Regions from separate parts of the Mus musculus genome. Here all the other regions are linked to region 5. Evidence: chromatin contacts called from public HiChIP or PLAC-seq and Micro-C data. All regions are on one chromosome and are shown on one strand. Each heading gives the region's core, a stretch centred on a gene start, on an enhancer-like site or on the middle of the called end of the contact. The rest is flanking DNA. Distances are from core to core; before and after follow the strand shown.

Region 1 (4,877 bases), core at 1,445-3,944, 340 kb after region 5:
ACGAGGAACACAACCGAATGGGGCAGGAAGGCCATTACCGAAATAGCTGATTGAACAGCCAGAGAAGCAGAGGACAGGAGCTTCCTAATCCTTCACCCCACCCCCAAATCCCAGCTCTTAATTCACAAACCAGATTATTTATTCCAAACTCCAACCCACGGCCCACTTTGAGTCCCAGTGGCAGAGGGACAGCGTAACCTTTCCTTGCCACCCCCTCCCCAGCCCCAGCCCTCCTTCCCCAGGGCTCATCCCACTCCCACACCCCAGGGTGGCTCACTTTCTGGTCCCGAAGCCGCTCCCCGTGGATGACGTAGTGCCCCTGGCGGGCCCCCCCCTCGGGCCTGGCCCCTCGGACCCGACATACGCTCACCTGGCTGAGGCCCCCGCCCCCCACAGGCAGCCAGCCCCCACTGGAGTCATCTCGGGCCATCACCACGGCTCGGACCCGCACCATGTACCTGGAGGAGGTGGGGAGGACAGAAACAACACAGGCCGTGAACTCAAATCTTGTTCCCGGTTTGAGCGTTCTCCCTAACCCTGCCCTCGTCTTTTATCCCTTACCTCTGGATTTACCTCACCCTCAAGCCACCAGTACACCCACCCCTTGCCCACTTTCTTCTATCATGGCTTCTTTCTTCTTAGTGACATCTTGCCCACCATCCTTTTTCGTATCTACCTTTTCTCGCCATCCCCACCTCTTCAGCACCTTCCCTTATCTCCACCCCCTTAGCCTGGGTTTGCCACTTCCCCTCCCCCTACAGCTCATCCCCCTCAACCCCAGTCTCCTTCCCTCTCATCACAAACCCATAGCCCCACCCATTGTCCCCTCTCACAGCTGGATTCCTGCGCATATATATTTTCTCTGGACTCATCAACTCAGCTTCAGTGCCCCCAACACTGCCTCCGCACCCTAGTCACCCAGGCCACTAACTGGGTGAGAAACCTGGCTTCTCTCCCCCCCCCCCCTTCCCGGATTTATGAATGAGACCGGATGCAAAGCTCACTGAGTCACCCAGCAACCAGGAGATGGGCAGGGAGCAGAGAGAGAACCAGAAATGGCCAGAAAGAGAGGCCGAGAAGGAGATGGAGGCAGAGAAAACCAGCAACCGGAGACCGAAAAGATACAAGGAGCATTTCATTCACAAAAATCAAGGCTGCTCCGGTTGGTCTCAGTTGAGGGAAGCCAAGAGAGATGGGAGGGGAGATAATGATCCAGCCCCTCACCCCCCCGCCCCCCGCCATCCTTCAGAAACATTTTACCCCGCCCCCAGTTTAGGGGATGTAGCCCTCCGCCCAGCAATCAGGATTACCATTCAGCCCCACTGTCCCAGGCTCATGGAGCATGAAGTCCCAACCTTATGAGCCCAGGCAACGAGTTCTAGCCCCCTCCCCCACCTGCAGGATGTCGGGTTTCCCCAGCCGTTCAGGAGGGGAAGGGGCGGCCACAGCGCCCCCAGCCCCCTTTTCTCAATGGGATGGGATTTTGTGAATGAGCAGTCACGTGACACTGCTTCCTTTGTCCGCCCGCCTCCCCCAACAACAGGTGAAGCGGGGAAAGAGGGCTGGGGTCCCCCCCAAAGGCCTAGCTGAGATAGGGCACTGAGATCTTGGGGTGTCCTATGCTCCCACACATCTATTTTCCCGGGGAGAGTAGTCATCAGAGTTCCTCAATGGCGAGGGTCCACGACAGAATTTTGTGAATGGGGCATCCTCGGAAGAAGTCCAGGACCCCCAAATGGAGATTGGCACCCCAAATGGCTACCGCGTAGTTTGGTGCCCCCACCCCTCTTGTTCTCCCAGCTTGTGTCCGCAGGGTGCAAGGGTGGGCAGAGGATTACAGATGCGATCCAGGCTGCCCCCTCACCCTGGCAGGCAGTCTCGTCAGCCCCCCGCCCCCTCGCCACTCTGGGCACCTGCCTGGGAGGCTCCGGCCGGGCTCCGAGCGGCGGCGACGCGGCCTCCTCCTCCTCCTCCTCCTCCTCCTCCTCTTCTCTCCCGCTCCCTCACTGGCTCCGGCGGCGCTGGAGACGGGCACCGGGAGCCGGGGCGAGGGGGGAGGGAGGGGGAACCTGGAAGATGTGTGTGGGGGAGGGGGCGGCTTGGGGGAGGGGTAGAAGCAAGGCAGGCGTACATGCCCGCTGGGTCCTAGAGCCCGGCTAGGGCTACAACGAACATCTATAGCCCCCATTTTCTCGGGACCCAGAAGGGAATCCCCACTTTTCCACTTATCTGAACGGTTGGTCCCTGATGATATGAGAAGGGAACAGAAATAGACCCTGGTCCCAAGGTTCTAGAGAGAAGGTGGTCCACGGTCAGGGCTCTGAATGGGAGGGGCGGGATGCCTGGCAGGGTTCGAAAAGGGGAGGGGCCTGGGAGCCTGAGTAAGGAAGGAGGTTTGGACGCTGAAGGAACTGAGAGGGTGCGTCACGGAAGGGGCGGGCGGGTGGACCTTCTGAGCCATCCCAGGAAAGACAGGGTCTTAGAAAGAGATGCTGCCTGGACTTAGCAAGGCGGAGCTTGGACATAAATTTCCTTAGTGACAGGTCAAATAAGAGGCTCAAAAGGAGGAGCTATGTAGCAAGTGTTTGCCATGGGTGGGGGTCCGGGGAGGGGCTTAAGAGAGAGGGGTGTGGCATTATAAAGGGGTGGGGCTTAATGAGAAGGGGCCTGCCTACCCACTATGAAGAGTTTTCTGTATTTTTCTAAGGGTGATCCAGGTTTGAAGGGCTGCACTCAAGCTGGCTTGCAGGGGGCAGGGCCTCGAGCTCGGGGCGGGGCCTAGATCTCGGGGGTCGTCCTCGCTGTCTCGCCCACTTGCCTTCACCCGCACACCCGTTCTTTTCGGTTATTTTCTGCTACGGCCGTTCCCCGCCCTGCCTTGGGCCCACGGGGCAGTGATCTGATCTTTGGTCGGCTGGAGGAGTCGGTGAGTTGGGTCCACTTAAGAGGCGGAGCTGGGCGGAGCTTTAGGAAAGGGGTGGAGCCTAAGTTAAGATCTGTCACAAACGCCAAGCGGGAAAAGTTTAAGAGGCTTGAGGATTTGTTGCTGGCTAGGAAGAGGGAGGGATCCAAATGATCGACACAGAGAGACGGTGGGTGATCGGAGGGTTAGGACTGAAGGACTAGGGAACTAATTAGATCACAGTCCCAGGTATTTGTTAGGCAGAGACGGACCTGATCCGGGGCGGTGAGGGGCGAGGATATGGCCGGATTCTTGACAATCAGGAGCGACTAGAGAATGGGGCGGGGCCTGGTTAGACTAGTGTTGAAAGAGAAGCGTGAATTCATTGTTGGCTATTGGGCATAACCATCATTACCCATGTGGTTTGAAACTTTCAACAGAGAGGCTGGCGAGACTGACTCCTGGAGCCTGGAGATCCCGGGAGTGGCAAAAGTGTTAGGGATGTGATCCAAGGGATCAGGGTTGGCGCCTTTGTACACTAAGAAGTTAGGTTCGAAGAGTAAGAACTGCAGCCTTGAGACCATGGGGAAGGGGGCGTGACCATGGCGAATCGGAGAACTGAAGACTTAAGAGCCGGGGGCTGAGATAATATTGGAGGACAGGGCAGACCAATGCAGACAGGGGCAGTCCAAGAACAGCCTGAGCCGTGGAGTCCCCGCAGAACCCGCCGACTGACTGGTGAAAGTTTTTTTAACCACAGTCCCCGACCTTCTTCAAAAATGGGGAACGTGCAGTCGGAGCCGTCCGCGGGCGGGGGTTCCCGAAAAGAGCAGGCCTCAGACCGCGCCTCCGACTCCCGCAGGACGCCTCTAGTGGAGCCCGAGGTGACCCCCTCATCCCCTGCCATGCGCCTGGCTCGAGGGCTGGGCGTCTGGTTCCCTGGCAGTTCCGGGCCCCCGGGACTCCTGATACCCCCGGAGCCCCAGGCCTCATCCTCGCCCCTGCCCCTGACCTTAGAACTGCCCTCGCCAGTGACACCCCCTCCAGAGGAGGCGGCTGCGGTCTCCACACCACCCCCGCCCCCCGTGGGGACCCTGCTGCCTGCGCCATCTAAGTGGCGAAAACCCACGGGCACTTCAGTGCCTCGGATCCGCGGTCTTCTGGAGGCGAGCCATCGTGGTCAGGGTGACCCTCCAAGCCTCCGCCCGCTGCCACCGCTGCCCCGGCAACTGACCGAAAAAGACCCGGTCCTGAGGGCCCCAGCCCCACCTCCGACGCCCCTGGAACCTCGGAAACAACTACCGCCAGCACCATCAACTTGCGATCCGCAGCCCCTGAGCCGCAGAATCACTCTGGCCTCGTCGGCCACAAGCCCCACAGAAAGTCAGGTCAGACACAGCAGCGAGGGTCAGGCGGCCGGGGGAGCCCACGGAGGGGTACCTCCCCAAGCTGGAGAGGGCGAAATGGCTCGGTCTGCTACTTCCGAGTCTGGCCTGAGTCTGCTGTGTAAAGTCACCTTCAAGTCGGGGCCCCATTTGTCCCCCACATCGGCCTCGGGTCCCTTAGCAGCCAAAGCCTCACCCGGGGCCGGTGGTGGCGGACTGTTTGCCTCTTCTGGGGCCATCTCCTATGCTGAGGTCCTGAAGCAAGGGCCCCAACCTCCTGGAGCCACTCGTCCCTTGGGAGAGGTCCCTCCTGGAGCCACTCGTCCCTTGGGAGAGGTCCCTCGTGCAGCTCAGGAAACCGAGGGTGGTGACGGAGATGGCGAAGGGTGTTCTGGTCCCCCTTCGGTGCCTGCTCCCCTTGCCCGGGCTCTACCGCCGCCCCCTTACACCACCTTCCCAGGTTCAAAGCCCAAATTCGACTGGGTGAGCCCTCCTGATGGCACTGAACGGCATTTCCGATTCAATGGGGCTGTCGGGGGAATCGGGGCACCCCGACGGCGCACGACCACGCTCTCAGGGCCTTGGGGATC
Region 2 (4,483 bases), core at 1,479-3,978, 450 kb after region 5:
AGAGTGGGAGAGGACCATCATCTAGCTAGTCAAAACATCAAAATTTGTGTGTGTGTTTCACTCTCAGAGGGCTCTGGCAGGTAGCTGGAAGAGTGACCCACAGGGAGCCAAAGTGGTTTAAATAAACTCACCACTACATCCCTGCTTCTAGACCCCTCTCCCTTCAACTCCCCCAAACCTCAAGGCAAAAAGATGTCATCAAGAGTAGAAGGTTCACTGCCTGCCACCTGCCATCTGCTGACCCACATCTGCTCCTCTCCACAGTCTTTATCTAGGCTGGGTTTACTTGTGGGGAGTTCCATTCAGACAAAGGAGCCTTGTTCTCTGTCTACCCTCCAATGACCTTGTCTTCCACATCACCTCAGTCTAACATGAACATTTACATTTCTTCAGGACCCCAGTGTCCTCACCTAGGCTCAGGGTCCACTCTATCTAATTTTCTAAGTCTTTCCTTCCAGAACCTCAACTGTAACAATCTGCTGACCATACCTGCCACCTTCCCACTGCCCCTCAGCTACTGGTGAAGATAAGAATCTATGAGCGGCCTTTTATAATCACTCCTGTCCAAGTTCCTCCACTTCCTTTGGTAGCACTATACAGCTAGAATGTGCCAGAGACATGCCTTTGTTTGCTGAGAAAAACCAGACACCCATCCAACCCAAAAAAAAAAAAAAAAAACCCAAAACCTATCAAAACTGGTGCCTCTGACAAAGCTGTTGAAGCTTTCAAACAAAGAGCCCTTGATATAAGTGAGGGCAGCAGTTCACCAGCCTGAAGGCCGGCGTACTTCAAAAAGGTCGGTAAGTCTAGTCCGTTCAGAAGGACACGGCCTAGCCAATCACTTTGTGTGACCTTCCAAAGGCCTATGATGTCACCACCACATCAGGCCGGTTCTAGGCTCAGACAACGCAAGAGCTTAGAAAAGCCATATCCACAGCCACAGGCCAGGTAACTTATAGACACAAGGCAACCTGGAGTCTGGCTATACTACAATGGTCAACCTCTGCACTTCTGACTCTGGATCACCAGGGCTGAGCCTCTCCCACCGGCCTGTGGCATTCTCCATAACTCTTGTTGTTGCCCTAGTCTTAGACACAGGAATAGACCATTCCTCAGAAGCTACCACACTCCCTGCTTTCTCTTTCACCAAATAGGTTGCCCACTAAGGACTTGGGCCTCGTGGCTGTGTCCACTTCTCCCCTTCCTGACTTCTGTTCCAGCCTTGGGGTGGGGGTGGGGTCTTTTCCTTGATCACAATCAATTTTACTCTAGACCCTCACTACTCCCTCCCACTACCTGGGACACTGGTCCCAAGGTCTTAGTATGGCTGCCACCTACTCATTCAATTGTTAGGATAGGTGCCACCCTCCTTAGAGTACTTCCTGAGTTAAGTACCCTTCACCATCTTCTATCACTGTTCTTATCCCGCTGTCTTCTAGTCACCGCTAGTCATTTAATCTTTGGCGAGTACTCTGCACGTTAAGTGTTCGCTCCCACTGGAATCCAAGCTCTGCGAATTCAGGAACCTGTCTAGTCTTGAGTCAGCCACGACCACCATTCTTACAGACCCTCAGCGGGGACTCAATTAAGTTTGCTCAATCAATGAATTCTTTCAAAAGAGATCTTTTCAAAGCTGGCTAGTGGTTGTCTGAAGCAGTTAAAAGTTGTAACGACTCCTAAAGACGCAAACCCCAGCTGCTGGGTGCCAATACTACACTCGGAGAACAGACGTTCCTGCATTGGCAGGCACCTTGGCAAAGCTCCTCCCTTCTACCAACCGCTGCTTCTCTTCTTCCTCGGGAGATCATGGGGCTGTTGCCATATGTGATATCAACAGGTGTCCGAAGTGCGTTTTCCCTGTACCCAAAGCGGCCAACAGGTCTCCCGAACAAATTTCCACCTCTGAGGCTTGAATGCGCCCCCCACCCCCACCCCAAGTCCCCGTCCCCACCCCGGGCTTTCTTTGGCCAAGCAATTTCCGCTTCGTTGAGCTCCTCACCCACTTCCAGTGCCACGCCTTCCTGGGTCAATACACCTCATCTCCCTCCCTTCCTCCTTCCTTCTGGAAGGGACACTTTGCTAACCCTTACGCCCCCGCGCTCGCGAGGCTCCTACCCTTCCTAGCCCGCCACCTGCAGGTCTGGCTCCACCGCCCATCCTCCCCAACCCCAAGGAGCCTGCGATCACTCTGCGCACCGAGTACCCCCACTTTCGCTGCGGCCTCCTCTATCCCCTGCTCCCGGATCCCCCGCCTGGCCCTCACCGTGGACGTCTAGTTCTCGGCTGGCCACCTGGGCCCCGGAGAGGAGCAGCGAAGCTACCAAGGCGAGGAGCGCCCGGCCCCGCCGCAGCTCACAAAGCTGCGCCATGACCTGCTGCCAGCGCCGCGCGCCAGGCCTCGAGCCGCCGGCCGTTGGGGTGTGGGGGTGGGGTCTCGCGAGCAGGTGCGGGAAAGCCCACGGCCGCGCACGCGCACTGCAGGTCCGCGGGCTCAGGTGCGGCTTCGCCCCGGAGTAGGACTTCGAGGCGCCCGGGTCCCCGGAAGCCCTTTTTTCTGGCTTTTGGCGCGTGCGACGCCTTAGTTGCCTCCCAACACGGTCCCTGGACTCGCGCGGCAACACTCTGCGACTCTTCCCCAGACTGTGAAAGCCTCCACCCGTCCGAGGAGTACTACGGCGAATGGCGGACGCAGGGACACAAGAGAAGGTGGCACCCAGGCTGGGGGTGGGGCGCACCTGGCGGGGCGGGGCAGATGCGGCGCAAGCGCGGAGGGCCCCGCACCTGGCTCTGCGGCCTGCACCTGGCACCGCCCCCGGCTCCTGGGAGGAGGCGTGGTTGGCATTGACCCCGCCCCAGCCGGACCTTGCGGGAGGCGTGGGTCTGTTGGCCACGACGTCCTTGCGCCTTCGTGCTTGCGCTGTGACTATGGCGAGAGAAACTTTTCGGAAACCTGTGGCTGTCTGCCCGCTCTGCTTTAGCGTTCCTTTAGGTGTGAGAGATATATCCTGCCTAAATTCCTCGTTCTCTGTGCCATAAACAAATGTCCCGGATTGAGCAGTGGCCAGGCCAGCTTGGCCTGTGTGTCGTCAAACAGGATCAGCCCGTAGTAGTGATGCGGAAGCAGAGGGAAGAGTGATCAGGAATGTGATGGTGAAATCCTACAGTTGAGTGAGCAGGGGTTGGGACAGTGAAAATCAGGGCATGATCAGAGCCCAGTTTCCTATTCAGTGCGACTGCCAGTTAGGCAGGGCACTGTCTGGAAAGAGGTGACAAGTCCTTAAAACTGCAGGTTTCTCTGGACCCCGTACAGGAAGACAAATACAAATATATAGAGGTGTTAGGGTGACGATCAGAAGCTTGCAAAGGATGAACAGACCTGAAAGGGGGAGGGACACGGGGACTGGACTAGGTACAACACCCAAAGGAGACTTACAAACCACTACCACAGAACCAGGGTGGGCTTCTGGAAAGAAGCTCCATTTAAACTGGATGAATGGAGGAGGGCTGACAGAGGAAGTAGAAGGCCGTTAGCAGAAGAATTAATGATCTCGTTATCATTGAAAATACTGCTCTTGGGCTGGCAAAGTGGCTAAGTAAATACAACTGCCACCAAACCTGATGACCAGATTCGCACCTGCTCGCAAGGTCACCCCCCACCACCACCCCCCAACGGCTGGAGGCCTGGCGTGCCCGGGTGCTCCACGCCTTGTTAGCTTCGCTGCTTCTCTCCGGGGCCCAGGCGGCCAGGAGATTCCTGGTGCAAACACGGTGGAAGAAGAGAACTGGCTTCCTGAAGTTCTCTGACCTCCACACTGTAGCCATGGCACCTGCCAGACCACACGAACACAGACACACACACACAGACACACACACACACACAGACACACACACACACACACACACACACACAAATAAATGTGTTTAAGAAAAATAAAATAGGGCTGGAGAGATGGCTCAGCGGTTAAGAGCACTGACTGCTCTTCTGAAGGTCCTGAGTTCAAATCCCAGCAACCACATGGTGGCTCACAACCATCTATAATAAGATCTGTCACCCTCTTCTGGTGTCTAAAGACAACTACAGTATACTTCATACAATAATAAATAAATCAAAAAAAAAAAAAAAAAAAGGAACTGACTGCTCTTCCAGAGGTCCTGAGTTCAATTCCCAGCAACCACATGGTGGCTCACAACCATCCAAAACGAGTAGCCGTCTTCAGATACTCCAGAAGAGGGCGTCAGATCTCGTTATGGATGGTTGTGAGCCACCATGTGGTTGCTGGGAATTTAACCCAGGACCTCTGGAAGGGCAGTCGGGTGCTCTTACCCACTGAGCAATCTCACCAGCCCCAATAAATCTTTTTTTAAAAAAGAAAAGAAAAAGAAAATAACGTCCTTATTACGGTAAACAAAGTAGGCCTGGTTGCGCAAGCCTGTACTCCCAGCACTCTGGATGTGGAAACAGAACTGGGATAGCTCATAGCCA
Region 3 (4,685 bases), core at 263-2,762, 400 kb after region 5:
GTTGAACTCAGGATCTCACGCATGCTAGGCAAGTGTTCTACCACCGAGCTACACCTCAGCCCTCCTCACTTGAGCTGAAAGAGACCCTCACTACCAGTCCTTGGTGTGAAAAGGGCAAGAGAAAAAAAAAAAGAAAGAAAGAAAGAAGAGAAAAAAAAAAGAAAAGAAAAAAAAGAAAAAAGAAAAGAGCAAGAGGTTTTGCTGGAGGTAGTTAGGGGTAGGAGTCTCAACTTGGAGGATTTCAAGCGGGACAGCCAATCAGCCAATGGTTCTTCCTTGAGGACGCTCTGGGTTCGCGCCATTCTTACAGCCCGCTGTAGGAGCTGCTGATCCAGGAATCTGAGTCTAGAGTGGAAAACATTGGGAGAATCCCAACAACTCAGGGGAGGTGTAAAGATGGGTGGAGGAGCCCTGTGTTAGAGTAGGAAGTCCAGGAGAGGGGGGGAGGGGGGGACCTTCAGTCAGTCTGTTAGTCCCCGGACCAGGGATCTTGCTGGAGAGTGCCCAAAGCGGAAGGGATCCTAGAACCGGTCTCAGGTCAGGCTAAGGTCTCTTCCTAGAAGACAGACCTCCAGTAATGTTGCCCTGCTATTACTGACTAGCATGCATGAAGGCCTGAGTTCAACTCACAGTTCACTGGGGCACTGAGTTCAGGAGGAAGTTAAAGTGGGCTGTTCCAGAAAGGACCTATCTGGAGCCAGAAGACAAGGCTGGAAGAGATGGTGTGCCAGCCCTATTGTAACACAGCCCCCGAGGTTAGACACCCAAGGAAAGCCCTACCAAGGCCCTTGCCAATCATCTATGATAATCCTAGGATTAAGACAAGAGTGAGCCAGGCTGGTGACCCACACCTGTAATCCCAGCATTTAGGAGGCTGAGACAGGAGGATGAAATTCCAAGCCAACCTGCGCCTAAAGGTACATGCTATCTCAAAACCAAACAAAAAGGCACCAAAGGGGATGCTGTCTGAGAAAGTATTCCAAGGGAACTGGGGTGTGTAGTACGAGGGCTCTCCAAATGAGGCAGCTGTGGCCAGTGTGGGTCAGTTGGGAATGGAGGTTGTTCTGAGAGCACCAGGACGATTGGGATGAAGGTGTATGTTAAGGGGTCCGGACACTATCTGGGACTGGGTGATGGATAGCACTCACTTACCCACGGTGGTGACAAGCGTGCTGGCGAAGAAGAGCGCCGAGGCGAAGTCCCACGCAGGGTCCGAAGCGTTGGCAGCTCCCGAGGCGTTGGCGAGCGCTGCGCGCCCCAGCCGTCCGGCCGCCAGCACCCGCTCCACGAAGGCATCCAGGGCGTGAGCCGCCACGCACGGGCTGTGCTGTAGCAGCTGCTCCCGCAGGGTCCCCAGTTCTGCCCGCAGCCGGGCTTCGTGAGGCCGCTCCAGCCGCGCCACAAGCAGCGCGCCCAGCGCCAGGTACCCGGCGTAGGCGGCCAGGGCGCTAGCCAGGAGCGCGCCCCGCCGCATGGTGCCCGTACAGCCCCGACACCCGCTGACGTGGCCCCCGCCGGCCCACCGCCCGAGGTCCGCTTTTAGTTCCGGGAGCTCCAGGCGCGGCCACCGACGCCCCGAAGAGGAAGAGGAAAAGGAAAAAGGGGGAGGAGCGGGGCTGGCGGAACGCCCTGACGCTGGGAAACTGAGGCACGCCCAAACACCTGGTGTAGGTACAGGGACACCGGAGGGTGGAGTTCGACGCTCCGGGATCGGGGAGTCAAATGGGATGGGAAGGGCTGCGGAGTCCTTTCCTGCCTGAAGTTCCTTGCAACTCTCCTCCTCGCGACTCCTTAACTCAGATCTGAAACTCTCCTCCGAAGTGGGAGCTTTCTGTTTGTAACCTTTTTTTTTTTTTTTTTTTTTTTCTCGAGACAGGGTTTCTCTGTGTAGCCCTGGCTGTCCTGTCTCACTCTGTAGACCAGGATGGCCTGGAACTTAGAAATCTGCCTGCCTCTGCACTGTACCCAGTGTTTGCTTGAGGCACTAAGACGTGGGATAAGTTGTGGGTGGGTGGGAGGGGCCTACGATTTCGGAATAATTGACCAGGAGTCAGGGGGCATTGTTGGAAGACCTCTGTCTCAATAAATAAACAATACATTGCTTACTTTCATGGTGGCGCACCCCTTTTATCCAGCACTCAGGAGGCAGAGGCAGCTATATTTCTGAGTTCAAGCCAGCCTGTGTACATAGTAAGTTCCAGGGCTACATAGTAGGACACAGTCTCAAGAAACACAGAACACACACAAAAATGAGCAAATAAATTTCGGATGTGGTTGTGGTGGCTTGCACATAATAACCTTAACATTTGAGCAATAGACTGGGCCATCACCGGCTCCAGGCCAACCTGGGCTACCTAGTGAATACCTGTCTCAAAAGGTGTGGTGGAGTGGCTGGAGAGAATAGCTAAGAGTATTAGTTGCTTCTGCAGATGACCTGGATATAGATATGTATATAGATATGTATATATCTATATCCAGGGTAGGGACTCCCTTTTCCTGGAGGCTGAGATGTTCCTACGTACATTAGAAAAGTTAAAGGTAGAGCAGCAAAGCCCCGTCTCAAAACAAAACAAAAACCAACAACAAACTAGTAAGTAGCCTAGGGGGTGGCTCACTTCTTTAATCCCAGCACTTGGGAGGCAGAGACAGAGGCAGATGGATCGCTCTGTGAGGGAAGCTTGCTCTACAGAGGGAGTTCCAGGTCAGCCAGGGTGACAAAGTGAGACATTGTCTCAATAGTAAATTAATAGGTAAAACTGAAAGCAGGGTTTCCCTTATTTTTCTCCTGTAGGTCCCCTCACGTCCCTCTATGACGTGGACTCAGTGCTCTCCTTACTGCTGTGTGGAGGGCAGACCAGAATCCTCCCACAACCAGACCGCAGCTCTGATACACGCAACAAGCTCTATTTATAAAACTGTGGTAATTCTTGGGACAGAGCCCAATTTAGGGCTGGCAGTCTGTAGGAAGAGATGCCTGATAATAAAAACCAGCAACAATAGCTACAATGTCCCTGGACTTAGTCAGGCGCTGTCTGTGTACATATGCCCTTTATCAAGGCCTTCATCCTCCCACACGATTCCCAGTAAACAAAGGGGAAATTAAAGCTGAAAACAGAATGTAGGAACTGGCCAGATGGATCAGTGGTTACACACACACACACACACACACACACACACACACACACACCAAGCCTAAAGACCTGAGATCAATCCCTGGAGCATGGTGAAGGTGAGAACTGATTCCTGTAAGTATCCTCAGACCTCCATTAGGCCAGTGCCCACTCTCATGCCCACACACAGATGCACGTATACACACCAAACACACACAAAATGGAGTAAGAGTGCACGTCTGTAATCTTAGGACTGAGGAGTCTGAGAGGCAGGAGGACTGGAGGCACAAGGCCATCCACCCTCAGGTACATAGTTCAAGAACAGCCTGGATCATGTGAGAACCCTGTCACAAACAAACATAGAAGGAGGCAGAACAGACAGCCATGGTGGTGCTCACTTATAATCCTAGCAGTAAAAGGAGGGAAAGGCAGGAGAATTACAAAAGTCTCAGGTCTGGAGAGACTGCTCAACAGCTAAGCGCACTTGCTACTTTTGCACAGGACCCGGGGTTCAGTTCCCATCCTCACATGGCCGCTCACACCCATCTGTAACTCATTTTCCAGAGGATCCGCCTCTTTTGACCTCTGAAGGCACCAGGCCCACATGCAGGCAAACTGTCGATCCGTACACACATAAAAACATGTATAATATCTTCTCTGAAAAGATTAAAAGCAAAAAAGAATATTGTTGAGTTCACATCATTCATGTTACAGGGCTCACTCCAGTTCCAGGGGGAATCTAGTGCCCTCTACAGACCGCTACAAGAACTGCACCCAAGTGCACATACTCCCTACATACTCTCACACACACACACAGCTTAAAAAATGAAAATAATTTTTTTAAAAGCTCAGCCTAGCCAGGCAGTGGTGGCACACGCCTTTAATCCCAGCACTTGGGAGGCAGAGGCAGGTGAATTTCTGAGTTTGAGGCCAGCCTGGTCTACAGAGTAAGTAGACCAGAGAGAGCCAGAGCTACACAGAGAAACCCTATCTCAAACAAACAAACACTGGGTGGTGGTACCACACACCTTTAATCCCAATTCTGAAAAGGCAGAAGGTTCAAGGCCAGCATGGTCTACAGAGCTAGTTCCAAGACACCCAGAGCTACACAGAGAAACTATGTCTTGAAAAACCAAAGAACAACAACAACAACAACAAAAGTTGAGTCAGTACTACTGTACAGATTTTTTTTTCCAGTATCCATCTTTTCTTTTTTTCCATTTGTGCTGGTGGGATTTGAACTCATGGCCTCATGATGCAGCACAAACAACCAACAGAGGTGTAGCCCTAGCTTTCATGTCACTGTTTCCTAACCGATACAGAAATGTAAGGATTTACCTGGGCTGTATACCGAATGAGAGGTGAGTAATGTTGTGGAATGATATTCGGGGCTGAGTATAAAGCTCAGTAGTACACCTCTTGCTCGGCTCATGTGGAACCCTAAGTTTAATCTTCAGCACCTGTAAATGAAAACAGTATTATATGTAGACATATGTGTGTGTGTGTGTATGTAACATATATGTATACATAATGATTTAAAGTCTGTGGAAGGATTACACATGTTACATACAAATA
Region 4 (4,213 bases), core at 262-2,761, 420 kb before region 5:
GCCACAACGCAGAATGGACACACAGATACTTGCAAATTACTCCTCTGTACCTTTTGTCTTAATTCTGTAGTCTGGAATTCACATTAGTTTCTAATTCTACTTAAATCTGTAGCTCTTGGAGTGAATCACACAACTCAGAACTCCTGGGGTCTGGCCTGCAAGTCTCTGCTCTCTGTTTTCTTGGAGAGCCCCTGTTAAAGTGACAGGAAATTCATCCATTCAAAGCCATCCACTCACTTTATGACCACAGCACCAGCCCAAGAGTAACAGAACTAGCAGTACTGCAAGCACTCCTCACAAGGACAACAATGATGGCTGACACTGAGTGCATGTATGTGCTGTCCACCCTTAGCTTAACCATTTTATTATTTCTACACACAAGTAAGACCTGGGAAGGTGAAGTGACAGGACTGCAAGTGACAAACATGAAATCTAAGTTGCATGTCCTGGAAGAAACTTTCTCCATTTTATTTTAGGTGTCTTTCTGCATGTGTGTTGGTGTTTCATGTGCATGCAATGCCTGTGGAGGCCAGAAGAGGGTGTCAGATCCCCAGGTACTGGAGTTAGACAATTGTGAGCCAACATGTGGGTGCTGGGAATGGGCCTGGGCCTCTGGAAAAGCAGTCAGTGGTTACTGAGTCATTCCTCCAGCCTTCACTGTAACTTTCCATCTTCCAGTGCCAATGCTTTCAGTCTTGACTCCTCTTACATTATACCTGCCACTTAAAGCCAGGAAAATGCCTCTCCCATCTATCTTTATCTGAACCAGCTCTCAGTGTCCACAAAGTTCTTTCTCCAACCATCACAATATTTAAAATTTAAAATAAAATTAAAATTCTGAAGTGGGACAAGTTCTTCCTTAAGTCAGGAAGCCTTTTCTAGCCTATCCTTCTACCTCCAACTGGCATGGAGTCACATAACACTTTGATATCTTTCTTTTTTGGACTTAGTTCCAACCTTTCATTCTTGATGAGAAATACAGCAAGTAATATTAAGGACAAAGTCAAAGGCCTTGTATTCCAGCTGTCTGTACAAGAAGCACAGGGTTGCTGAGATGTGGGCTGCTCAGATTTAGGTAAGGGTGTCTGTGAAGGATTAACGGTCTGCATGTAGTTAATGTGCAAGATGTGGCTCAGTGATGGGTCTTTTTCTCCTTGCTCCTGCATCCCTACCCAGACTTCTCAATTGCTGTTGTTTAGGCATTACAGTGTAGCCAGAGGCATCTAAGACACAGAGAAGCCTTGTCTAAACCTCCCCCACCCCCAGAGTACTGCCAGGACCCCAGGGCTATGGGATGCAGCTTCTCCTCTGGTACTGCCAGGGGACGCGACAGAACAGCCTCAAGGGTTGGGCTCAAAGGAGGACCTTGTTCTATTGCCCAGAAAGGAGAGAGTAATTCTGAACCGATGAAGGCTGACCCTGAGGAAATGTGTGCTCATGTGTCTGAGTGGTGGTGGTAGGAAGGGCGAGCCTCCCAGGACTGGGAAGCGTCAATGAGCACTGGAATGAGTCCAAGGAATGTGCATAGCCTCAGGCCTCTTGGGGTGAGCCCAGCTGGGGATGCAGATGACGGGTGGGGATGGAACTTCTAGTTTCCTGCCCAGATCAGAAAACTCTGGCCCAGAGTTAGGCACAGCAGGGGCCCAATGAATACCTGGACGATTGACCCAGACGGTCTGTTGGTAGGTAGTGGTGTCTACGTGTGTAATGTGCCCTCTCTGGGATTCCAAACATTCAGTTATCCTGCCTTAAGTTCTAGCAGAGTATATTCTGCAAGTTCAAAAGGAAAAACCTGCCTGGGTTTAATAAACAAACAAACAAATTAATTCTGCCTCTGTCTCCACGACTCAGTATACTGTAACCATGGACCAGTTCTTTAAATTCACTGAATCTTGGTCATTTCTTTATGCAACAATGGCTGTAAAGTTACAGGGTTGTAGACAACAAGGGTGCAAAGCACCTGGCATGAGCAAGTGCTCAGCACATGAACACAAACCTCCACTGTCCCTGGGTGGAAATCTTTCTTGAGGCTATTAACCCGTGGCTCACTTAGCACAGCACAACTGGGACTCCCCTTAAGAGTTCCCACAGGGTTGGGGACATTTTTGCAACTATTTACCAAAACCAGACACATGTCTGCTCTTAAGTTAGAGGCATATTTTGTAGTGATAAAATGCTGGAAGTGGGTGGACTGGGTTTGGGGAACCAAGCAATGCAAGAATGCCAGCAGTTGCTCCTGTCAGAGATGCAAATTTGGACTCTGAGGACACAGAGAAGGTAAAGTAGATTGTGTGAGTGCCCTCCTTAGCATGATGGCCATGGGATGGAACTGGACAGGTAACCCAAGCAAAGTAGGTCATGACCCTTGGTCCTGGCAAATCATAGGGAGCCAAATGTATCTTTGAGACATAGAGGAAGCCCATTTTTATATGTTTAGTGTTGTAACAATCATGTTGGCCTCTCTGGCACTAATCAGAGGGGCTGGGGCTTGGCTTCAGACATACTCTTCTCTGCCTCACCCAGCTCACACAGACACGCGTTCACATTTTTGTTTGATGAACTATGTCAGTAGAGCCTGAAAGGGAAGGGTGGGGGTATCAGAGGATGAGTTCTGGTGACTCACTCACCATGGCCCCTTCTGACCCCTGTTTTCCCACCCAAATTCAGGGAGCCAGAGAGGGAGAGGCTTAAATCTGCTAGATATGGAGACTGACTCAGAGGACTAGATGTAAGAAGAAATGCAAGAACTGCAGACCAGGAAGAGGATGAGGAAGAAGAGATCTTAGCTGCCCAGACCCAATCTCCAGCTACCAGCCCATGGGAACACCCTTATGATTCAAGACACATTCAGCAGCCCAAGACTGCTGTTGGAGCTCCAAACAGCAGAGAACTAGGATAAGTAGGGCTGATGACAACTGGGAACTCTAGGCCTCTCTGTCCTGGTTGGTTATTTTTGTCAACCTACCACAATTTAGAATTTTCCTAAGAAGAGGAACTTCAATTGAGGCTTCCAGAAGATTGGCCTATAGGCAACCCTGTGAGACATTTTTCTTGATTAATTATCTGTGGGTGGGCCCAGACCACTATGGGCAGGTGATCCTGAGTGGTATTAAGAAAGCAGGTAGAGCAAGCTATGAAGAACCAGTAAGCAGTGTTCCTCTGTGATATGTGCTTCAGTTCCTACCTCCAGGTGCCTGTATGGAGTTCCTGCTTTGATGTCCCTTCAGAATGGACTGTAAGCTTTAGATGAATAAGCTCTTCCTTCCCCAAGTTGCTTTGATCAATGTGCCTACCACTCTAAGACAGGAGATGGACCTGAAGGACATGAGTCACAGTGCTTGGTCTTTATAAGAATCTGGACCCCTCTCTGGGCCCATCCCTTCAGGATTCTCACTTATTATTGGGTCTGGGGTGGGGGTGGGGGTGTGAAGATTCGGAATCTGTATTTTAAGTTGTTCTGACCCTGAGATTATGATAATACATGAGTGGGAAACACAAAGGAATGAAGAACCATAATGAGCAGAAAGAAATAAAATATCAGGAGAGACAGCTTTTCCCAAGGGCCATGTACCAGTTCCAAGAGGCAGGAACAAGCGGATTACTGGGCAAGTCTACCTAAAGGTGGAAGTGACAGGAGATACCACCTCTTTAGACTTAAAGTCACATCCATTAGGAAGTATTTAAGGGCCCCACAGACTTTATCCATGAGTACTTTCCTGAAAGTGATGCTTTGCTGTAACCCCGACAGACATCCTTCGTGCTCAATATGGGTTATGCCAAGGTCTCCCTCTCTTCTCTCATCTGTTTTCCTTGCCTCTCTACCCATCAGCTTCATAGAAAACTTCTCAAAACATGACAGAGATGTAAGATCTTGGCTCATATATTCACTATCATGCAATTCCTAAACAGTAGTCCTCCAGTACTAGCTGAGCCCTCCCCAATATGCTGATGTAACTGTTTGGAAAGGGCCTCCACTGTTTTGTATAGCATAACGTTCACAGACAATGTGGTAAGAACAAAAACTTTAGAATAACATACCTTCACACTAGGAGCTCCAGAGCTATTTAGAGATTCATCCTAGAGCTGCTTAAAGCATCTCTACTACAGCTTGGAGGAGCAAAACCAAATGGACCAACCAGGTGGTAGACAGAGCTAGTGGTCAATTACTCCCAAGTAAAAGTTGATTCCCTACTCTCTAGCCCAGCAGTTTTCA
Region 5 (4,207 bases), core at 1,695-4,194:
CTAAGTAGTAAGACCGTGTCAGAAAGGTGGGCATGAGGGAAAAAAAGCTCTGAGCTGCCTCTGCCCAGCACCAAAAGGGGGATGTAAGCTCATTTGTACAGGATGCCATCATGGGCACTCTCATGAATGAGCTAGTGTTCTGTACATAGAAAGAGAGCTGGGACTGCCAGCTATGCTGGAGAGGGTAGGGGGTAGAGTGGTGCCCAAGGGTTCTGGAAAGGGCCTCTTGAGCAAGCTGGAGGGCCAGGTGGTCAGCACATTTTGAGGTTGTCAGAGCTGGAGGATGGCGGAGCCTCTGCAAGCAATGCGTGATGACCTGAGCCGAGTTGGAAGCAACAAGCAAACACTGATAAGTGTTTCTCTCTAGGAGGTAGATATGGGCTTGGCTGCTGATGTAGGAACACTGCAGAGACTGCCCAAGGTCATCGGGAACCAGAGGTGAGGCGGCTGACCATGGAGGAGGGGCCAGCCCAGCCCCCAGCCCACCCCCCCCCTTTCAGGCTGACAGGATCTTCTGATCTGCTCTCCCTATTCTGTAGCCTGGTCAACGAGCTGACCTTCTCTGCCCGCAAGATGATGGCTGACGAGGCCCTGGACAGTGGGCTGGTCAGGTAGGGCCCTGATTGGCTAGCTGATGGCAGGGAAGTGCCATCATGACAGGGCCATCTCAGCAGATTGGGGCTCTATGGTCCCCTGTATCCTCACTCCAGAGACCAGATGGCCTTTGCTGGAGTGCCTGTTTGCTCTTCTGAGCCTGAGGATGTGGTTGAACCCTTTGGTTGGGGCTTCCCATTTTCTCTGGGAGGCCACCTGGTCATCCACAGGGCAGGGAGAGGATGTCCCCCTCACCTAATCTTTCCCTGGCAGCCGCGTGTTCCAAGATAAGGACGCCATGCTGAATGCAGCCTTTGCCCTGGCGGCTGATATTTCCAGCAAGAGCCCTGTGGCTGTGCAGGGGTCAAAAATCAATCTCATCTACTCCCGAGACCATTCTGTGGACGAGAGCCTTGACTACATGGTAAGGCCCTGCCTACACCAACTGTTGTGCGCCCTGGTCCACGGTGAACAACTGCGGGCTTGGCGAGTGGGGAGAATCTGCACATGCGCACTCCTCTGATTGGCGCCTTCCGGTCTTCCCCGCACCCTTGATCCAGGCCACCTGGAACATGAGCATGCTGCAGACCCAGGACATCATCAAATCAGTCCAGGCAGCCATGGAGAAGAGGGACACAAAAAGCATCACCTTCTCCAAGCTCTGAATGTCTTCCGGACCCTGAGAGAGGAGGACTCCACGGAGCCAGGCCTCCTCCCATGGGGTGTCCCAGTGTATAACTTTATGACTTAGTTCTTCATTTCCTGGGGCCTTATCTTCACTGTGAACAATAAAGTTTGAACACAGCGGGGTGTCTTTACTGCAGTGGGTGGGGGCTCAGAGGCACTAGTTCCAGGGAGGGCAGCTGGGCAGGCAGGGAGGCGGGCAAATCTGACCGGGCTAAGAGGAAGTGTTTAAAGAACAGAAACAGGAAGGCTGAAAGGGACACCTGTTCCCTGTGCCCGTCCTTGTGTGAGCTGTGTCACTCCTCAGGACGCACAGTAGGGCCATGGAGTTGAGCTGACTTCATTGCTACCCATCTTGAGCCAATCAGTTCATTTCTTCCTTCTTTCTTTTTTTTTTCCTTGCAAGAGCAGCAAGTGCTCTTCTCTTACCCCTCTGCCGTCTCCGCAGCCCTTTACAGACATGCTGACTTTTGTTGCTTCTTAGTGTGTGTGCATTTGGGAGGAAGTTAATTCTCTTCCCATCACATGGGTCCTTGGGTTGAACTTGGTGGCAAGTGTCTTCTTTACCTGTTAAGCCACCCAGCCACCCCTCCCCAACTCCTCTTTTAATTTAATTTTATTTTTAGATACAGTTTCATGTAGACAAGTCTGGCCTGGAACTCACTGTGTAGCTGAGAATGACACCAGATTCCTATTTACCGAGGTGCATCACCACATCTGGCCAGTTGTTTCCTCCCCCCCCCCCCCCCTGTGTGTTTGTTTTCTTATCCATGAATGATCTGGATTTATGTTTGGAATGAGTGTAAGAGGTCAAACATTTACTTAGTGTTTTCTGTGTGCTGAGTGCCGATCCGGTGTTGGGCACTTAACTACTGTGGTGAGCATTTGCTCTCTCCTTCCCTGCATCGGTGGGGCTGGAGCCCAGGACCCCACACAGGCCAGACCCAGGGCTCCACCTCTGAGCTCTGGCCCAGCCCGCTCTCTTCTTTTTTTTTTTTTTTTTTTTTTTTTTTTTTTGGTTTTTCGAGACAGGATTTCTCTGTATAACCCTGGCTGTCCTGGAACTCACTTTGTAGACCAGGCTGGCCTCCAACTCAGAAATCTGCCTGCCTCTGCCTCCCGAGTGCTGAGATTAAAGGCGTGAGCCACCACCACACAGCTTCTTTTTCTTTTCTTTTTTCCCTTTTTTTCTCTGTTACCTCTCCTTCCTTCCTTCCTTCCTTCCTTCCTTCCTTTCCTCTCCTCTTTCTTCCTTTCTCTCTCTCTCTCTCTCTCTCTCTCTCTCTCTCTCTCTCTCTCTCTTTCTTTCTTTTTCTGAGACAGGGTCTTTTACATAGCCTTGGCTGTTCCAGAATTGACTATTTAACTGTTAAGCCACTTAGCTGCCCCTCCCCAGTTTGACACTGCAGGGGAGCCTCAAACTCTGCCTTCCTCCATCTTCTAAATGCTAGGGTTTAAAGTCATTGCCATGGTGCCCAGCAATTTTTTTTTTTTTAAGGCAGAGTCTTGCTCTGCAGACAAGGCTGCCCCTGAGCATGCAAGTAATTCTGCCTCTGCCTCCCGAGTGCTGGGGTCACTCTAGTATGAGGGCCACCTGCAGCCAGCCACCAATGGCAGAACTGGAACCCAGAACCTGTGGCCCCAGCTGCGTGTGCACTGGGCCCCTGTTACATAGCGTGTGGGGTCAGGAGGTACCCGCCCTTTACTCTGCTTCTGTTGCCCACCTGTTCAGACATTCCTGTGGCCTAGCCCCTGCCCTGCCCACCTGATCCACCCTCCCTCTGCCAACAGTCCTCTGGGCAGGGTTTTATGGTTCTGATAAAGCCTTGCAAGGGCAAAGTCCAGAAATACTTCCTCCTTGTCTGGGCCCTAAGAGGGTCAGCATCCCTGCTAGGATGGGAGACAAGGGTGTGCCCTAGAAGTCTCCACCAGAGAGACCTCCTGTACTCTCTCCCCTGCCAGCCACTCCCTCTAGTATAAGGGCCACCTGCAGCCAGCCACCACTTCCCACACATCTCTTCTCTCCAGGCAAGCTATCAGCCCAGACTCTCAAGATGGCCTATGTTCCAGCACCGGGCTACCAGCCCACCTACAATCCGGTGAGATGCCCACCTGAGCCCACACCTCTCTTCCCCAGCCCCATTTTCTCGTTTTCTCCCTTTGCTATGCTGGGCAAGTATTCTCCTATTGACCCATATCCTTAGCTCCTTACCCTAAGTCTCATCTCCCCCGCTTAAGGGACTGAGAGTCTTTGGGGTGAGAGGAAAGGGTTGTGGCTGGCAGGCAACCTCTGAGGCTCTTCACCTGGTCCCTTCTACAGACTCTGCCCTACAAGAGACCCATCCCAGGTGGCCTCAGTGTCGGGATGTCCGTTTACATCCAAGGAATGGCCAAAGAGAACATGAGACGGTGAGACAGTCCCCAGCGCACTTCCCCGCTCACCCCAGGGAGGGGCCTTCGCCTTCCCTAACTCTGATGCCAGGTGGTTTGAAATATGCTGAGAGTCCATTGTTCACAGGGTTCCTCTGGTGGCTTGTGGAGTACAAATGGCCTATGGGGACAGAAATGAACAGGGAGACCCCAACCTAGGAAGTGAGCAAAGGAAGGAAGCAGTGGAGGGCTAGTAGACTAAGGGCTGTGCGGGTCATATCAAGATTGGCCAAGAGAAGTCAGGAAGGGGTCACTACAAGAGGTGGCTCTATGACTGGGACAATACCCTGAAGTGACAGACTTGAGAGTTAATTCAGATCACAAGGTCAGAGCCATGCCCTGAGGTCACCTCCCTTGTCCCCTGTGTGTGGAGGGTACTCAGCCACTGTGTGATTCAGATTGCTACTGAACATCTCTGTACTTCAGCTTCCAATCTGTAAAATGGGATGATTGTCAGGTTTCAGTGTGCAAAAGAGCAATTCCACTAAGGCTTGGCTTT

Evidence for each region. Hi-C and Micro-C count contacts between places; a contact is called where the count stands out from the background. HiChIP or PLAC-seq counts read pairs in DNA pulled down with a chosen protein or histone mark.
Region 1: a FOXA1 HiChIP or PLAC-seq map of pancreatic cancer cells shows a contact between it and region 5. The contact joins the promoter of Ggn here to the promoter of Lgals4 in region 5. A contact is called at or near these places in 1 of 484 Hi-C or Micro-C datasets (cerebral cortex), 2 of 115 datasets of contacts at active chromatin or transcription factors (astrocytes and pancreatic cancer cells) and 2 of 9 other capture datasets (adipose tissue and pancreatic islet).
Region 2: a FOXA1 HiChIP or PLAC-seq map of pancreatic cancer cells shows a contact between it and region 5. The contact joins the promoter of Spint2 here to the promoter of Lgals4 in region 5. A contact is called at or near these places in 1 of 39 promoter capture datasets (hematopoietic stem and progenitor cells) and 1 of 115 datasets of contacts at active chromatin or transcription factors (pancreatic cancer cells).
Region 3: an HNF4G HiChIP or PLAC-seq map of pancreatic cancer cells shows a contact between it and region 5. The contact joins the promoter of Kcnk6 here to the promoter of Lgals4 in region 5. A contact is called at or near these places in 1 of 39 promoter capture datasets (neural stem cells), 1 of 484 Hi-C or Micro-C datasets (regulatory T cells) and 2 of 115 datasets of contacts at active chromatin or transcription factors (bone marrow-derived macrophages and pancreatic cancer cells).
Region 4: a contact with region 5 is called in a Micro-C map of embryonic stem cells, with 1.5 times the contacts expected there. The contact joins the enhancer-like site here to the promoter of Lgals4 in region 5. A contact is called at or near these places in 9 of 39 promoter capture datasets (the 3T3-L1 cell line, embryonic stem cells, hematopoietic stem and progenitor cells and 4 more), 1 of 484 Hi-C or Micro-C datasets (embryonic stem cells) and 1 of 9 other capture datasets (adipose tissue).

What each region holds. Positions count from the first base shown.
Region 1 is chr7:29,167,516-29,172,392 of GRCm38.p6, forward strand. It overlaps Ggn (gametogenetin), which reads left to right and starts at 2,695. Exons shown (of 3, transcript NM_001358852.1): 1 at 2,695-2,926; 2 at 3,663-4,877. The coding sequence starts at 3,682. Spred3 (sprouty-related EVH1 domain containing 3) reads right to left here and starts at 1,132. Exons shown (of 6, transcript NM_182927.3): 1 at 1,005-1,132; 2 at 278-458. The coding sequence starts at 454.
Region 2 is chr7:29,279,249-29,283,731 of GRCm38.p6, forward strand. It overlaps Spint2 (serine protease inhibitor, Kunitz type 2), which reads right to left and starts at 2,729. Exons shown (of 7, transcript NM_011464.2): 1 at 2,264-2,729. The coding sequence starts at 2,369. It overlaps Gm45977 (a long non-coding RNA gene), which reads right to left. Exons shown (of 4, transcript XR_003946629.1): 4 at 4,472-4,483.
Region 3 is chr7:29,231,010-29,235,694 of GRCm38.p6, forward strand. Kcnk6 (potassium inwardly-rectifying channel, subfamily K, member 6) reads right to left here and starts at 1,513. Exons shown (of 3, transcript NM_001033525.3): 1 at 1,153-1,513. The coding sequence starts at 1,474.
Region 4 is chr7:28,417,005-28,421,217 of GRCm38.p6, forward strand. The region is part of intron 2 of Samd4b (sterile alpha motif domain containing 4B); the gene reads right to left. Among named protein-coding and RNA genes, the nearest start is that of Samd4b, 17 kb to the right of the region's middle. Within about 2 kb of position 1,512, at least 98 of the 459 cell types and tissues checked have an H3K27ac peak or open chromatin away from gene starts, as enhancers often do. A contact at or near this core is called in adipose tissue and embryonic stem cells, where this site is marked.
Region 5 is chr7:28,830,850-28,835,056 of GRCm38.p6, forward strand. Lgals4 (lectin, galactose binding, soluble 4) reads left to right here and starts at 2,945. Exons shown (of 10, transcript NM_010706.2): 1 at 2,945-3,377; 2 at 3,599-3,687. The coding sequence starts at 3,333. Ech1 (enoyl coenzyme A hydratase 1, peroxisomal) reads left to right here. Exons shown (of 10, transcript NM_016772.1): 7 at 368-438; 8 at 540-611; 9 at 868-1,018; 10 at 1,155-1,390. The coding sequence ends at 1,259.